Regions from separate parts of the Mus musculus genome. Here regions 2 and 3 are each linked to region 1. Evidence: chromatin contacts called from public HiChIP or PLAC-seq data. All regions are on one chromosome and are shown on one strand. The core of a region is the stretch at or near the end of the contact, and the rest is flanking DNA. Distances in the headings are between cores, read along the strand shown.

The links. HiChIP or PLAC-seq counts read pairs in DNA pulled down with a chosen protein or histone mark.
Region 2: a contact with region 1 is called in an H3K4me3 HiChIP or PLAC-seq map of embryonic basal ganglia, with 3 times the contacts expected there. The contact joins the enhancer-like site here to the promoter of Nrcam in region 1. A contact is called at or near these places in 5 of 39 promoter capture datasets (cranial neural crest, embryonic stem cells, epiblast stem cells and 2 more), 1 of 484 Hi-C or Micro-C datasets (embryonic fibroblasts), 9 of 115 datasets of contacts at active chromatin or transcription factors (embryonic basal ganglia, embryonic forebrain, embryonic hindbrain and 5 more) and 2 of 9 other capture datasets (adipose tissue and embryonic stem cells).
Region 3: a contact with region 1 is called in an H3K4me3 HiChIP or PLAC-seq map of embryonic basal ganglia, with 2.7 times the contacts expected there. The contact joins the enhancer-like site here to the promoter of Nrcam in region 1. A contact is called at or near these places in 10 of 39 promoter capture datasets (the 3T3-L1 cell line, the HPC-7 cell line, embryonic stem cells and 3 more), 2 of 484 Hi-C or Micro-C datasets (cortical neurons and embryonic stem cells), 7 of 115 datasets of contacts at active chromatin or transcription factors (astrocytes, embryonic basal ganglia, embryonic forebrain and 4 more) and 2 of 9 other capture datasets (embryonic stem cells and pancreatic islet).

The regions. Positions count from the first base shown.
Region 1 is chr12:44,326,732-44,330,464 of GRCm38.p6, reverse strand. Nrcam (neuronal cell adhesion molecule) reads right to left here and starts at 1,580. Exons shown (of 31, transcript NM_176930.4): 1 at 1,369-1,580.
Region 2 is chr12:44,497,455-44,501,187 of GRCm38.p6, reverse strand. All of the region lies in intron 3 of Nrcam (neuronal cell adhesion molecule), which reads right to left. Among named protein-coding and RNA genes, the nearest start is that of Nrcam, 170 kb to the right of the region's middle. Within about 2 kb of position 2,122, at least 11 of the 459 cell types and tissues checked have an H3K27ac peak or open chromatin away from gene starts, as enhancers often do. A contact at or near this core is called in embryonic basal ganglia, where this site is marked.
Region 3 is chr12:44,478,537-44,482,269 of GRCm38.p6, reverse strand. The region is part of intron 3 of Nrcam (neuronal cell adhesion molecule); the gene reads right to left. Among named protein-coding and RNA genes, the nearest start is that of Nrcam, 150 kb to the right of the region's middle. Within about 2 kb of position 2,034, at least 9 of the 459 cell types and tissues checked have an H3K27ac peak or open chromatin away from gene starts, as enhancers often do. A contact at or near this core is called in embryonic basal ganglia, embryonic forebrain and neural stem cells, where this site is marked.

The sequences.
Region 1 (3,733 bases), core at 331-2,830:
CTTCTTTTTAATCAACCATCCAAGAACAGAGAAGGAGAAGAACATTTCCCTCTCTGGACTTTTTCCCTCTCAGTTTACCATGGTGCTGGAGCTATGGGTGAAGATGGTGAGGTAGGAGAGGGACTCTTGCTCATGGCGACTCTTCTCTGTGCTTGCAGACGCACAGGGACCTCCAGCCAGCATCAGGGATGTGAAGAGGTAGCCCGGAGCAAAGGGAAAGAAATGACCTGCCTACCAGCCCGGTGGACTCAGGGAACTCGTGCTGCACCTGCTATCCAGAGAACACTTCTCAGAGAATGACTCCCTAGCTCTGCCTACTGTGAAATCCGGTCCCTGTTCTGTGCCGTGGCAGATGTGAACCGAGAGTAGCCGGATCCACACACCCCGGGAACCAGAGAGCCGCAGCGCCCACCCGCGCTGCCTGGAGGGCCCGGGGCGGTGCCGGGCACAGATGGCGCTCGCAGCTAGATGATGCTCTAACGCGGGCAGTCACTCCAGGCTCACCACAGTACTCCCGGGCGAAGCTGTAGTCAGATCCCACCCTGAGAGCCTGCTCAGGGCAGAGGCTCTTCCCAGTCTGTCCCAAACCCGGTACACCAGCCCTGAGAAGCCCCTGTCCACAGAGGCTGTGTGTGGTGGGGGAACTGTCACGGCCCTCACCTGGAAGCCAACAAAGCAAGTGTCCCCAGCGCACCATCCCTGGTGTCTATCCTGTTCCCCTCTGATTCCCTGAGTCCTCGCCAGGGCTGAGAAAGCCGAGGTGGGCAGTCAGCATCGCCGATTCCCCTCCCCCGCCCCCCGCCCGCTCACGGCGATTCGCCCAGGTGTGAGCACATCTGAACAAAGCCCACGCCCAGATGTGTCCGTGGGGACACGAACGCGCGCACGCTGCAGCGCGACCAGCGGGACTCAGTCGCGCTTCGCCGCCGGGCGACCCTGTCTTGTGACACTGCATCCACTGCGTCCCAGCCCAGAAAGCTGTGTAATGCCGGTCTGTCCACAGGCAGACCTCTAGTCAGGGCTTCCAGAGAGGCTGAAGTTAACCCGGGACCCAAGGAGCTGGTGGGCTCTCGCCCGTGGTACCCGAGCTGCGGGGGTCGAAGCCGCGTCCTCCCAGGGCGTGCGTCTCCTTTTTCCAACCAGCGCCCCGACTATGTCAAGGGCTTGCAAGAGAAAACGAAGTCGCCGACCTCTTTCTCCCAAGCTGCAAGTGCTGCCAGACTCCCACAAGAGCTCGGGTTGAGCCGGGGCGCCAGTGTCTGAGTGACAACGCGGCAGCCTCGGGCTCCTTGTTCTGCTCCAGCCGCGTCCACCCACCAGGACAGAATGTCACTAATGCAACCGCCAGACACACCCAGGGCTACTCACGTTTTCGTGCCGCGCCCACCTCCCTGCCGGGGCGCTACTGCCTAAGACCCCGGAGCCCAGCTGTCGTGCGTGTTTCCGAAGCTTCCGAAGCTGTCGCCTCCAGCTGCCCCAGTCTCCGTTTCTGCACGGTCCCTCGCGCCCGCGCGTCTCAGGCTCGGACTCCGGCGCGCGTCCGCCAGCGACCCAGGCGAAGCGCGCGTCCTCGCCGCTCCCGCCCTCCGCTCCCGGCGATACCCAGCGTCGCGCTCAGGCCCCTCCCGACTCTCTTAGCGTCCCCGCGTCCCCCTCCCCCGCACTCACCGGGCGTCGCCCGCCCCCTCCCCTCCGGCCTAACCCCCTCCCACCCACCCACAGCTTAGGCTGCAGCGAATGGGCTCCGGCCTTGAGCGCCTTGAGGACTGGGTGGCCTCTCACCTGAGAGGTCGCGCTACTCCGGACCTCTGCCACCACGCACCGGGTGAGGTGGTGGCTGTAGGGCCAGGAACTCAGGACTTGAGTGTTCAGGGGAATGGGTGACTGGGATGTGTCTACAGAAGATGTTCCAGAAAACCAGTGTTTTAAATGCCACTCTCCTTGGTTTAGATTTCCGTGTGAGTGTGATGGATGGATCCGGATCACACATTCCCTCCCGCCCTCCTCTCACCTCCAATCCTTCCGCCTCTCTTCTATTCCTCTAAAGTATTTCGTGCTTTTGCAAACTCTACTTGGCATGGGTTGGGTACTGGTTTATAGTTTTACAACTGTCATTTTCAAATACACTTGAGGAAGGGTCCCTTTAGCGTGTAAGCGGATGCTACTTTCAGTAGGGATTGGGTTTCTGGAGTAGTTGACATAAGCTTTTCAGATTGCAGAGTATTATACAAGTTTTGTGTTTGTTTGTTTGTTTGTTTTTTCAATGCAAAAGTGTGTAGAATTTTTTAAAAGAATATGTAGAATTTGAGTAAACCCACTGCATACTACACAATTCAGATTCTTCAGGACCCTCACCCCTTCCAGCATGATGGTGTCCAAGGCACATAGCCTCTTACCTGGGCCTACTTCCTTCTGCAGGCCCGGGTACAGTCAGCCTGGTATTACCCAGCTGGACCATTTACTTTTGGAAGCTCTCTTCAGCCTCTACCTTCAGCCTCCAGAATAGGTGTTAGATTGGCACTCATGAATAAAAACAGATCTGGCCCGGGCCATGCTTCAGAGTCTTGATAGCTCCTCTGCCCTGCTGTGACTTTACTTTGAACTTAAGCTTCAACCCACATTCACTCATGTGCACAGTGTCTCTTCTTTCTCCTACTGCCCAAACATACAGGATCCCCTTCATAAAAGAAAGTACTTCAAAGCTTCAAAGAGTACTACGATTCACACTTGATCCCGAAACCCATAGTCTTAACCACTGTGCCATGCTGTGTCAAGGACAGAGCACAGAATGTCTCTTCCCGTGAGGAGCACCTCCGTAGAGAGCCATGGAGCCCTCCAGTGGTACCTGGGGTGAACAGGCTTTAGACGTTCCTCTGTTTTTCAGTCCTATCTCCCCCTCCCCTCTCTCTTTTTCTCCCTTTGCCTGATTTTCTCAACCAAGTTTCTTAATCCATATCCATACTGCAGGCCTCTCAGGGAGACTACCCGACAACTTGACCTCAAATTTTCTGAAACCAAGCATGTGCCTAGCTACGCTAGTAATGATCAGTCTACCCACCAGCATGTGCCCCACTCTCTCCACCTGCTCTAACCCTGTGGAATCAGAAGTTTAGACTACGTAAACACAGAAACTTGGTTTTAGCTGTCTTTTTTTTTTTTTTTAATTATAAATTGTAACTTTTTTTTTTTTTTAACCACCACCACCCTCCTAGCGGAACTCAAGTGAAAGGTTGGTAAACTCCAGATCAGAAAGATAAAAGCACTTAAAAAAAAAAAAAAGTATGTTAGCTGGGCCTGGTGGCCCATGCCTTTAATCCCAGCACTTGGGAGGCAAAGGCAGGCGGATTTCTGAGTTCGAGGCCAGCCTGGTCTACAAAGTGAGTTCCAGGACAGCCAGCGCTACACAGAGAAACCCTGTCTCAAAAAAAAACAAAAACAAAAACAACAACAACAAAAAAGTATGTTAACATCATTAAGTAATCTTCTACAAGAATGGTATCTACCTGTGTCATCATTATCTTCAGATTAGGTAGAGATATATTGATAATAGTAATTTTCACATGTTACCTATTTGAAAGGACATTATAATCCAATATTGTCAAAAATACAGTTATGATGGGCAGCTCCATCTAAAACATGATCTTTATTGATTGCCTGGTATATTAATACAAATGTGTGGTCCCTCCCTCTCCACTGAGTGTTATGCCAATCACTATAACAAATACTAAGAACT
Region 2 (3,733 bases), core at 873-3,372, 170 kb before region 1:
TTTCTGTCAAGCTAGACAGGGAAATTTGTATACATTAAAGGTTTTGTTACTTGCTGGCAGATAGCCAAAGCAACACATTTATAAAGGAAGTTGGAATACCCTTGCTGGCTGAGATGAGAGCTCTGTCAGTCATCCTTTGAGAACATTTCTCTCCTGGATTTTGGAGCATAGCGGGAGATAAAGATAATGCATTCCCATTTAGGACGAACTTTCTGTTTTATAGCTACACCTACATTTCCATACAGAAACAGTAAGTCATCACTAGATGAGATACCATAGTCCATTGCACATGAGTTTGCAAAACAGCTTCTCATTCTCTACTGCACATGAGAGCCATCTGAGAGGGGCAACAACTAGAACCCAAGCCCCACCCCCATCAATGAAACTCAAAGCTCTGGGCTGGCATTCAGCATTCCCACCTTTCCCAGGGGGGTTCAGTGTGCAGCCACCTTTGAACACCTGTGCTTTGCATAAATGAATATTCCAGTTTTATCTATAAATGTGCTGCTTTGCCTAGCTTTCAGTAAATGATGACAACCTTAGCATGTGCGAAATTTCATGACTAACTTTATAGAAGATAAATTCGACTTTATGCTGAAAGTTCGAGGTGCAGTTACATTGTTTACAGTTCTAAGGCTGCGTATGAGCTCCTCAGTCCCTCCTTGGCATGCTGGCTTTTCTAAAAGTCCAGATTTAAAAAGTGAAGCAAAGGGAAATGCACACTGTAAGAAGATTGTGAGAACACTATTGATTTCACATCCAATAAGGCTTGATGATGGAATTGGTTCTGATCGGTATGATTACAAATATTCTACAAATATTACCTATGTGCTTTACATTTGAGCAGATAAAGTACAACCGAGTAAGTTGCCATTGCTCCAAAACTACTAGAGAGGGAGATGTATAGAAAACTTGGCATGGCATCCAGTGAGAGGAAAGGTTAATGCCACATTAATCTAAATGGAAGGAGACAGCGTCTGAAACATCTATAGCAGTAAAGGAAAAGGAGCAGGAGAGACGTATTAGGAGATGCACACACAAGGAGAACATTGCAGTTCAGCAAAACAAAGAGAGAAGTCATGAGGGTTAGGAGAGGGGAAGGACGATGGGACCACTTCCAGAAGTCTGTGTCCATAAGCCTGGGGTTCTCAGAATGGGGTGGAGCTTTTCTACCAGGTCTGCAGTTGTCCTTTCTGCAGGATGTAGAATCACTGATCCTGCCCGCTTCTGCCCCGTTTCACATTCCCCTTCCTCAGCTCTCATATCCCCTTCTCTTTCAGGCTCTCTGTTTTCCAGGACCCCCTCCCTTCACCCAACACCAAACATATTTCACCTTTTCAATACTGTCGCACATTTAAACATCTAGTTATGTTTTCACTTTTCAAGTATGAACACCTGTGTCTTGAACCACCCTCAGGCTAGAACTTTAAGCTGGAACTCGTGCCAGTCATACACCTCTTTCCCTTTCTTCCTACCTCACATCTAACTAAGCACACTTCCTACTCTTCTCTTAACTTTTTTCACCTCCTGCCGGTGCTATCAGCCACAGTTGAATAGCCTCCAAATGCTGAGACTCCTCATCTCCAGTATTCAATACCCTATTCTCTCCATAGATTCGAGAACATCCTTCCAAAACCCCGTTCTCATTGCTTCCCCACCTCAGGCTCCTGGAATTCCTGTGTTAGTTTTCACATCTTCTACTTAGCACCTTGACCACTGTGTACTTTTAATGTGACTTGCTCCCACCTATACCTATGGTTTTAGTCTTTTTTTCCCCAAATCTTCATGCCTGCCTGAATATTACTTCTGTCTGGCTCACAAATCCTCTCATTTTCACTCATCAAGCCTCAACAGCTCCCCTGGAAGTCTTTCAAGACATTGTGGTCCTGGTCGAATGTTCTTTCTCTGTCCCAGCTCAGGGCTTACATAGAATGGCAGCTGTTCGTTTACAAGACAGTCTCCAGGATGCAATTTTCATTCACAAATACAAACATATTCCAGAAACCCACTTTACAAGTGTACTTCTTTGCAAGTCTGTCACCACTGGGAGCCTGTATGTACTTCCCTGGGGAGGGGAGGGCAACCTCCTTGTTCTGCTTTGTGCCTCACACGCTTACCATGGCGCCGGGAACATAATTAGTACTCGGCAGAATGAATGACTGGCTAATCAGAGTTGTGTGGGAGAAAGCTTCATTCATCTACTCACTGAATGATGGAAGTGGCAAGGGCTACAGGGGACTGGGTGAAGCTTTAAGAGAAAGGAAAGAAATTAGATACCAGCATGAAAAGTCAGGGGTGCCAGTGCCACTGGCAGACAGTGTTCTTTAATATTAAATTCCCTGGCTTGTCTGGCTGGGCCATCGAAGCATTAGGTCCACATAATGGCTCCATTTCTCTGGCTTTCTCTCGCTATCAGTCACTGATACCAGTCTGCATCTGCATTGTATCTTCAGTATGACTGCAGGCAAACAGAAGCAAAACCTTCAACCTTCTAACCTTCTTAGGTGTCCAGTGCCATTCTTTTAGATGTGAATACTCTGCTATGATTCTCATAGGTATAGCTGTGCCTATTTAATTGACGGACAACATGCACTTTCTCACATGCTTGCTGGCATTAAGAGGTACTATCAAGGCGTGTGTGATGAGTTTCGATGTTTCTTTTCAAAGCTTTACAGTGGGTTTTTTTAATGGATATTTGATCTGGTTGGTTCTCACATTCAAAAGCAATAATACAGTTCCCAGCTTGCTCTAAGGAGACAATGGATTTTTCGAGAATAACAAACTAGGAAGCAGGGGAAGAGGGCAAAAGAGATACCTTCTATAATGTAGATGGAAACCTCTCATAGTGATGGTTTCACTGGAGTTGCATTCTGTCAATCTTCCCAGACCAGTGTCTTGATTGCTTCATAGATAGAACTGTCCACAGCATTGGGAAGCTACTTCAACAAAGCTCCTTTGGATACAGTTATCATTCACGGAATCCTCTCAAGAGTTAATGGTATGAGGGGAAAAGAAGATGGAGTTTCATCTCTCTGTGTGGGATAAATGTACCCGAATCTCCACCATCTCTCCTCGAGAGCTCTCTCCCACATCCTCAGTTTGGGAAGCTCAGTGCTGAGTCTCACACAGCTACTGAAACTTTCCTTTGTAGTTCCATTTAGAATCAACATGGAATGTGCCTCTTGTTCAATGCAGACAGGGTCAGTGAATGCTGTCTGCAAATCAGCATTGCATGGCAAACACTTTAGGCCTTGGCAGCCACATTGGCTCTATTTGAAATTCCTTAACTGCCAAAATTGTGTGGGATCAACACCATACAACACTAACATGGCTAAGTTTCAGAAAAAACTTACTTATCTGCTGAACTTTGAATTTTGTGTAATTTTCACATTATTAAATATTCTTTTGATCTTTTCAACTATTTAAAATATAAAAAGCCATCTTAGAACATAGTTTATTAAAGAGGAAAGGAGGAGAACAGACTTGACTAACAGCAGTAGCTTGTAGTCAGTCCACTACATTAGAGCCACTATGTCATCATCTCTATCCATGTATCTGATGTTGGCACTGAATAACCACTTCAAAAATCAAATTCATTCATACAGTTGAACATCATTGAGTTTTAATGGAATAATTTTTTAATGTCTTTTTTCAAGTTAATAAACAAAATGTCATATTTATTAGATATAATATGATAGTGCATATATGTGTAAAGCCAGAGGATATCCTTGGG
Region 3 (3,733 bases), core at 785-3,284, 150 kb before region 1:
TTTTTAAGGTGTGGAGAGTTAGTTAATAAGCTAAGGAGAACCAGACAGAAGTTTGAATTTGAGAGAGTGCACTTTCTAACGGTCAGGCTCACTGGCTGGGGTCAGCCTAACCTTAGCTCAAAGCCAAGCTCCCCATTAAGCAGATTCCAACATGATGCAAATCACTTAGAGTTATGTACCTTAACTTCTTCATTGGTACAAGTGCGGACCCCAGCATCTATTCACATGGTGACTGTGAAGGTTAACTGAGTTAACAAAGTGCCCACAAAGAATCAGACCAGAAAACAACCCAAATAATAAATCCAACAAATCTTCTCCACCAGATGAACCAGAATTTTTCTCTTCAAATACATAAAAGGGATCGAATGCAACCTTTATGTGATAAAGCCCCAAGTCAATGGTCTGCTCAAAACAGCGACCCTGATAACTTACAAAGGAGGACTCAACACGGCCATAATTCCTAGAAGTCTAACAAGAGGTCATCCAGGAAATGCAGGTCAATGTAGTGGAACAGGGGCCATGCAAAACCAAACAGAGATTAAACCCTCAACCTCAGTTTACACCCCCTTGTGATTAATTAACAACCTTACAGTATCCACCCACCAGCTGTATCCTTGCTCGCTGCCTGACCCCCAACTGAGGACTACAGCAGTCTAATGCGAACTGTGCTTCTAATTGTGCAGTGGGCAACTGTGGCTTGGCTAAGCAAAGCTCTTCCACTCCCCTCCTCTCTGATTAACTAGATGGCTTTATAAATCCTCTTAATAAGTTCATTTGTGGAACCCAAGGCTAGCGACCCTTCCTTCCTGCTGCTAAGAGAGCTCAGCTGCTAATCTTTGGATGTGACCCATCAAAAGAGAATTGTTTCTATTAAAAAAAAAAACATATAAATCTGCTAAATTGACAGAGAGTGTTAAACTCACGACTCTAATTTAGCAGTGTTGTCCTGGAGTCACAGGCGTGTAAAGCAAGCAAGTAACTGATGTAACCGGTTTATTAAAAAGCAAAATCTTTATGATTGTCACATAAGTCCTGAATTGGATAATTTCCCACAGACCAGTGTGGGATAACTAATAATTCACACAATCTTTATCTCTACAAAATGACTTACATATACTATATCTCATTTCCTTCAACTGCTTGTGAGGCAGTATTATGGTTATTCTCAGTGTAAGGGAGAGAGTTATTTTATAAAATCACAAGGTCACTGAGAGTCAGGTCTGGCAAATTGCTCTTAGGTTTTCTGATTTTAAATCTAATGTTCTCTCTATGATAACTAGGGTGCCCACTTCTCATTTTGTCTTTTGGCTGCACACCTGCCTCCCTATACATTGGACTAATACCAGGACAGGGAATCTGCAATCAAAGTGTCCCATGTTCCTGTTGCAGTCAGTTATTCACTGGGTCCTGCTCACTGGATGTTGTTTGAGATATCTTTACACAGCTGTAATAAATACCCAAAATCACCAGTGTAAGAGTTTGATTCTGGCTTATGGTTTCAGAGGCTTTTGTCTACGGTCACCTGGATTCACAGTCTGGGGCCCTAAGACGAGGCAGGTCATTGTGTCAGGGCGCACACAGGGGAAGAAAGAGCTTCCTACCTCACGTCAGTCATGAAGGAAAGAAAGAGACAAGAAGGGGCTTCACTCTAGTATCTCCTTCAAGGGCCTAAAGAATCAGTTCACCCAACGAGGCTTGCTTATCAAGAGTTCTATCAGCTCCTAATAACTTCACAGGCTAGAGACCAAACTTTTAGGATGCCTCTGGTGCACATTTAAGACCCAGTCACAAACAGTAAGGGGAAATGGTAAAGCAAGACTCTTGGTTTGGCACTTAAAAATGAAGCAATTGGTGGTAGTTGCTATAGAAGCTTGTGTGGTGGCTGTAACTCTGGATTTTAGCAGCCCAGTAAGGGCTGGTGCTTTTTTCTCTTGGTGGGTCTGGAATCAAATGTAAGTTGTTCTAACCCACTGTTGGTAGCTGCTACAAGCTACAGAGCTTCAGCTCAGCCTGGCGGTGTTTGCTGCTTCCCACCCAGGGAAGCACCCCCTCGTACTCTCTTGTAGTGCCAGTCTTGCTAATGAAATGCATAATGTAACCTCTGGTTTCCCACTGCATCTTGTCTCATATGTGCCAATTGTTAACAATCCACTGGGAAAGGATGAGAATCTTTGTCATTTATTTGAATCAGAAGTAAATAGATTTAATAGAGGCCTGAATATTCCTGCAATAGGTAGTTCATCCCAAACTCTACCGGCCTTATTGGAGAGCGACTGACACTTAGGTTTTTTTTCAGTAAGCCTGTAGTCAAATCTGTTCTCTGCCTGTCTGGAGGCAGCCCTTGTCTCCTGAACCACTTTCCATTTCTTGGGAATGCTTGGTTCATACTTCCTGCCCCACAGTCATCTCTGGTGACAACTTGTCTGCCTCATTCTTGTGCAGTTTCCTGTTCATTAACTTCTGGCTCATTATACCGTTTGCCTAACGTCCACATTTGCATACCCATGCATAAAAAGCATTTTGTCTATAGCAAAGGGGGCACAATTACGACATATATAATTTGGAACAGAAGCTGCTAATTACAACAGGGGTTAACAGTGGGAGAAAAAGTGATTAAATAATTGCTATACTGTCAATGTTTTTTTCAACTGTAATTAAATGTACAGATTTTACCTTTTTTTTCTTTATTAAAACTAAAGGACTCCATATCACTTGGAACTAGGTGTTTTGTTTTGTTTTGTTTAATTTCTTTTTCCTTCTTGTGTAACCCAGGCTAGCCTCAAACTCACACTTCCCCACTCCCATACCCCTCCAAGCTGGGATTGTAGGATTGTGCCACTATGCAGAGCTTTTCAGTCAAACAACAGCTACAGTCTCAAGAGATCTTCATATGTAATCAGTCCATCATACTTTGCATATGGTAACTTTTCTCTAACTCTCCCAAATCAAATGTTAACATTTTACACATAGGACAAGTAAGCTCAACGTACTTATTCTTCCACTCTTTTAATCTATTTGCAGACCTGTAACAAAGTACCACAAAATAGGTCTCTCAGAAACAACAGAAACTTACTTCTCGCAATTCTGAACACTGAATTCCAAGATCAAAGTACCTGCAGTTTGATGTTTGGTTAGGATCTGGTTTTGGGTTCACAAAGTATATACAATGAACCTTCTTACTATGTCCCCATGAGATGGAAAGGAAAAGGGACCCCCCTCTCTTTCTCTCTCGTTCTCTTTCTCTCTGGTTATTTTATGTATTTACATTTCAAATGTTTTCCCCCTTCCTGGTTTCCCCTCTGCAACCTCCCCCTATATCATCTCCCTGCCTCTATAAGGGTAGTCTGCCACCCACCCACCCACTCCTGCCTCACCGCCCTAGCATCCCCCTATGCTGGGGCATCAAGCCTCTACAGGACCAAGGGCCTCCCTTCCCATTGATGCCAGCTAAAGCTGCTGCTGCATATGCAGCTGGAGTCATGGGTCCCACCATGTGAACTCTTTGGTTAGTGCTTTAGTCTATGGGAGCTCTAGGGGATCCAGTTAGTTGATATTGTTATGTCTTCTTTAAGGGCACTAGTTCTAAGAGAGCCAGCCCTGTCCTCATGACCTGGTCAGCTTCCAAAGGTTCTGTCTCCGAGTCCATCATGGTAGTGGTTAAGTTTCAACATAGCCATCAGGGAAACACAAACATCTGACTACAATTTTTGTGCCCCTTACTTGCTGAGATAGC